2 separate regions of the Gossypium hirsutum genome follow, and region 1 is linked to region 2. The links are chromatin contacts, called in public Hi-C maps. All regions are on one chromosome and are shown on one strand. Each heading gives the region's core, a stretch centred on a gene start, on an enhancer-like site or on the middle of the called end of the contact. The rest is flanking DNA. Distances are from core to core; before and after follow the strand shown. Region 1 holds the start of LOC107917106 (long-chain-alcohol O-fatty-acyltransferase). Region 2 has its middle 11 kb from the start of LOC107916882.

What was found. A called contact is a pair of places that touch in the nucleus more often than the background predicts.
Region 1: a Hi-C map of leaf shows a contact between it and region 2, with 2.5 times the contacts expected there. The contact joins the promoter of LOC107917106 here to the enhancer-like site in region 2. A contact is called at or near these places in 10 of 34 Hi-C or Micro-C datasets (cotyledon, fibers, hypocotyl and 3 more).

The regions. Positions count from the first base shown.
Region 1 is chrA01:12,681,732-12,684,431 of Gossypium_hirsutum_v2.1, forward strand. It overlaps LOC107917106 (long-chain-alcohol O-fatty-acyltransferase), which reads right to left and starts at 1,279. Exons shown (of 2, transcript XM_016846488.2): 1 at 997-1,279; 2 at 1-818. The coding sequence starts at 531.
Region 2 is chrA01:12,573,388-12,576,263 of Gossypium_hirsutum_v2.1, forward strand. No RefSeq gene overlaps it. Among protein-coding and RNA genes, the nearest start is that of LOC107916882, 11 kb to the left of the region's middle. Within about 2 kb of position 1,519, at least 1 of the 9 cell types and tissues checked has an H3K27ac peak or open chromatin away from gene starts, as enhancers often do. A contact at or near this core is called in leaf, where this site is marked.

The sequences.
Region 1 (2,700 bases), core at 29-2,528, 110 kb after region 2:
ATCCAACAAGACCTTGAACTCTTCAATGGCTTTCTCGACAGCACCAGTCCTCAACACCGGCGGGAAAAACAGCCACATACCAGTAGCCACCACGAAACCGACTGTTAATGGTGTTGACACAGCCCAATGCAGCTGAGCCTTGCCGGAAAACACCCTTTTGACACCAAACTCTACAACCACACATGCCCCATGCAAAACGAAGTACCATGTTACCTCCCACGTGGGACTCACACGTGTGACGTAGTAGAACACGAGCTCATGCATTAGCCCAGAGACAGTGAAAGCCGCCAGCACTGCCGCAAGTGGAGCCCACATGGAACCTAACATTTTGTCAAAAATTGACCGAGCGGGTTTGTATATGGTGTGGCGTAGAAGATATGTTACCATGAGGTTCCATCTCCTACCCCAAAAATCTTGCAACGATGTTGAAAGATAAGGTTCATCGGACGGCGGTTCGAGCTCCAAACCCGATGTGGCATGTACTAGACCATTAAATATACCAAAAATTATGTCTATCAATAAATACACCATGCAACTGTATAGAAGCAATACAATCTTTGGGTGCAGAGTTTGTTTATAATCATGTGCACTCACCAATATGGCAAAAAGCAATACTTTAGTTGGGCAATTTAGAGGCAATTTGGGATGTTTTTTAGATGAATTTTGATGTATATCGGGGCTTTTGAGAAATGGGTATTTCTCATTTTCCTTGATTTTTATAGGGAGAGAAGCTATGAGGATAAAATGAATTAGGGAATTAGATGAGTGAGTTGAAAGTGGTCCTTCATCAAAGGCAAAAAGGAGGAGCTTGAAGTTACCTAACCAAGAGAATAGCAAAGCTATTAGGCCTATAGGGAAGACATATGAGAGGTATAGAGGGAGGGCAGTGAAAAGGATGAAGATTGGGAAAAGAGAAATGAGCCTAAACTTACCTTCGGGGATCTTTGAAGCTAAAAAATAGCAATAAAAAAGAGATGCTAGAATTGAGAACCATACCTTGACCAAGTTATTGATTTCCCCATCCATTTAGGCTTTGATTTTTTTGTGAACTATTTGTTCATCTAACTTGTATTGTTGATTTATGAGTGGAAATGGATCTCAATCCTTGTTTGGACTACTTGAAAGGACTAAGTTTTCTAGGATTAAGAATTTTAGTCTACAACGGACCTTAAAATTCCTTTCGGTGGAGATATTGAGTTGTATTGATTTGAAAATTTCATAATCAAAAGCCTTTATAGGACAAAATTGAATACAAATTGAAATAATACATTGAATTGATACTTGTTTGTTCTCTCAATTAGACATTTTTATAGTGTGAATGAACATCTACCCTTCCACTCAAAGGGAAATAGAATAAAATAAATGAAAAAGAAGAGAAGTAGGTTCCTCTATCTTTCAAATGGAGATTTTTGAATTATTAAAATTGATTTTATAAGATAGGGGTTGTTTAGTAAATTCCAAAGAATAAAAGTTATAAGATAGGATCTAATAAAACACAACCCAATTTTAAAAATAAAAGTTGAACCCGCTCCTATATTTTTCAGAATTTACTAAACAACCCCTATTTTTCAATATTACAAATTTTATAAAACAGTCCCTAAAATTTCAATTTTCCAATCTCACTATTTACTCCCCAAAGTTCATTTTTTTATTATTTTATGATTTTAGTCCCTGAAAACAAAATCTATTTCTCCTAAAAATAGCCAAGAATTTCCAAATTTTTCTAAATCTGTCCTTTTCTCTCAAGTTCCCAAATTTTAAAATATTTATAATTTAGTCCCTATTAACTCAAATCTTATCACATAATATTTCTTTTCTAAATTTTCAACTAAAAACAAAAAAAATTAAAAAAAAAAGCCGGTTAACGAAAAAGCGACCAAACCAACCGACTTAATGTTGGTTTGATTTTTTTTTCAATTTTCTCAAAGATGGTCAGTCGGTTTAGTTTTGATAGATTTAGGTCAATTAAGTCAATTTTGAAAAAAGCCAACTGAATCGACCAACAAATCGATTGCCATTCTCTCTTCTTCTTTTTCTTTTTTGAACTCTTGCTTCTACATGGGTTAGATTACAAATTTGAAATCTTCGCTATTTTCAATGATCTTGACCCTCCTAATTAACAAACCCTTCTTCCTAGTTCTCAGTATAGATCTAAGGAATCATGGTTTGGGATTAGAGCTGTTCATAGGTAATGCTACCTGCCTAGGTCCAAAAGACAACTCGAAATTTGGTAGGGTTTAGACAAAAATATTACATCTTAAAAATAGTCTCAGGCTAAAAAACTAGGTCCATTTAAAATATGGATTGAGTTCGTGTTTGAACATTCAAGGGTTGAGCCCAGCTGACCCATTTTATAAGTTTGTAATGTTATTTTTATATATTATGTGATTTATAACACAAAAATTAAATCTATAATAATATAAAATACTACTATAATGTAAATATTAAAAATTGTTAAGATGACTATATATAAAATTTTAATAAATAAAACATATATAAAATTATTAACTATTAAATTAAAATAATATAAATACATATTTTTTGAACTTTTTAAAAATAATATGTGCAAGTCTAAAACTTGCTTGGATTCATAACATTCTAATCACATCATAATCTTATATTCTTAAATAGTGTCAAGATGTCAATGTAACATCATTACGGCAACGTAATCTTAAATTTTAGACTAATTCATTCTTTATT
Region 2 (2,876 bases), core at 269-2,768:
TTTGGATTTATCAGGCAAATTCCCAACACAAGGTTGGGATCTGTATGGACAAAACAAGTCAAGAGTCAAAATACCCTACAACGAAACGCTTACTAGGTTTATAGATTCTACCCTTAATTTATATATATTAATTAATGCTTTCTTTTCTTATATTTTCCTCTTTGTCATGGGGATTTGATTTGAGTTACAATTCACAAGGTTTGATAGAGATTCAAATAAATGCTAATTAATGTTTAGAAACTTATTTTGTGCCTTTAAATCCTATGAATTTATGCCTATTAATAGTGGATTAAAAAACATATATACATATTCTTACCCTTTACATGTAGCTTAAAATTTTGGATAAATCAGAAGCTACCAAAAGGCTTTAAATGCAGATGTCTGTTTGCTCCCCTGCTTGCATATAGCAGCATGAATTGAATTAGGGGTATTGGGAATAGTAGCTATGATTTGCATGAAATTTAGGGTTTTATTTTTTTCATATTTCAATTTTCAAATGAGAATTAAGTGATTGGATCCCTGAACTTAAGTATAAAAGATTTTGGTCAATGCTATCCATATATATGTATAATTTTAATTTTTCTTGCTAGGAAAAAGCTCTGCAAGTTGCTGCAGTGTTCATTAATCCTTTTTCTTTTTCCCTCTCGTTCTAATATATCAGACTTCTAAGATGTCATGCTTGCTTGCGATACAAGATAAGCGACTTAATTAACTACTGCTAAAAGAATAATATTGAATTATTGTAGTTCATATTTCCTAATAAGGTTATAAATTTATATAAATATATAATATATTTTATATAATTAAAATTTATTTATATGGACACGTCTGCCACTGCCATTTTAGTTTAACTTAAGCAGTACATATAATTATCATTTAATTTTTATCTTAAGATTTAAGATTTCTTCAGTTTTGATTGAGTCTTAGTTTAACTGTCATTTTTATTATTGTTAATGTAAGAGAACGTAAATTTGAGTGCACTAAAACGTGTTTATCCTCATATTTAAATATGTGAAATTATGATTAATTGTAAGCATTGTATAAAAAAAAATTAAGAATTACAATCTAAAAAATAATCACTTAATTACAAATAATGGCATAAAATGATTACTATATGTTTATGAGGATATATAGATAGGGTTTTACTGTATTGAGGCTTGGTTTATTTCATTTTCTTCGGGCTATATTGATAGTTATTTTTTATGTTCTACATGATTGTTCATACTTACGTCTCAAATAGAGGTAAGCAAAAAAATCAGTTAATTAAATAAATCGAAGTGAATTGAATTGATTAAATTAAAATAAGTTGGTTTAGTTGATTTATTCAATATGATTAATCGATTTTAGTAGTTTATTTAGTTGATTTTCAATTTTAAATCTTCAAATTAACTTTATAATTACTAATTTCTAAACCCATATCCATGTCAAAGCCCAAGAATATTAATACTCATATCAAACCCGATCCAACAAAAAGAAAACATGATACTCACTGTTTTCAAGGGCCCATAGATGAGCAATAGTCATTGGCAAATCACTAGGAACAACCACCCACCCGTTTCGGCCTAGTTTGAGCATCCTCCCACATATCATGCAGTGAAGATCCAAAATTTATCAAGTCTGTTTTTACAAGAAACCAAGACAAATAACCTCAATATAAAAATTTTCAAGCGTGCTATCACCTGAAGCATTGAAGGTATCAATTTATCTTGGCTAAAATGAACAAGAGCATGGTCTTGTGTCACGTGCCAACAGAATTTGACATCCATAAGAGCCACCAAAGAGCTCATAGCACCATCAAGAGGCCTAACTATACTCTGTTGAGAATCGACTCGTATAAACAACGAATAAGAAAAAATAGAGAAAATTGGACATCAATTTTCGTGGAAAAACTTCTCCCATCAAGAGGAAAAAAACCATGGGAAAATGAGACTTCACTAATGAGTAACTAATCAAAAAGTACAAGATGGAGATATTCAAAACAAACCTTAAACCTTGAATACAAAGCTCTCTCAAAACTCTCTCTTGATCTTCTCTCTAATGTTGTGTTATGTTATTTTATTCTAGGGTTACTAAGGCTCTTTTTATAGGCTAAGATTAAAGGTCTAATCAAACTAAAATATATCGAGTATAATTAGAGTTTAAATGGGAAAAGTAACGCTACTGAGAGTCTAATTACGGGGCTGTTTTAAGTTAGAATTCGTCGCGCCCTCGCCTCTGCTTTGCCTTTGTTTCAAACAGTGTCGTGTCATTATGACATTGCGTGATTCCTCATTGCAACGTCGCCTCTATTTTGACTTTGGTTTGACTGAAAAATGTGAGACACATTTCACAAATCTCCACATTGACTCGTATTTTAACATACCTCCTTTGTCAGGCCCTATCATGGGCCTAACTTGATTTTTTATAGGATATTAACCAAATCCAAGCAGTGCTTAAACTTGGAAACCGGAAGGCTCTTATTCAAAACGGTCATACCTTTCTCTCTCATATGACTAAGTCACACATGCCACAATCAAGTTGACTACAACTCCGTAATAGTCGAGGAAATTATTACTGCACTAGTCACTATTGAACCCTGCAAAATATATAGACAGTCGGTTTTTGACCTTTCATTAAAACGAGAGCTCCATGAGATACCTTATTGCTACTTGACTCAATGATGATTCTACAATCATTCAAGTCTAACATACTCAGGGAGATGATATTTTTCTTTAAATCAGGCACATGCCTGACACCTAACAGTGTCCTGATAATCTTGTTGTGCATCCTAATCTGGACGGTACCCCTGCCGATTATCTTATAGGATGAATTATTCCACATGAGCACAACTCCACCTTCAACTGGACTATATGTGGAGAACTAGTCCTTGTTGGGAC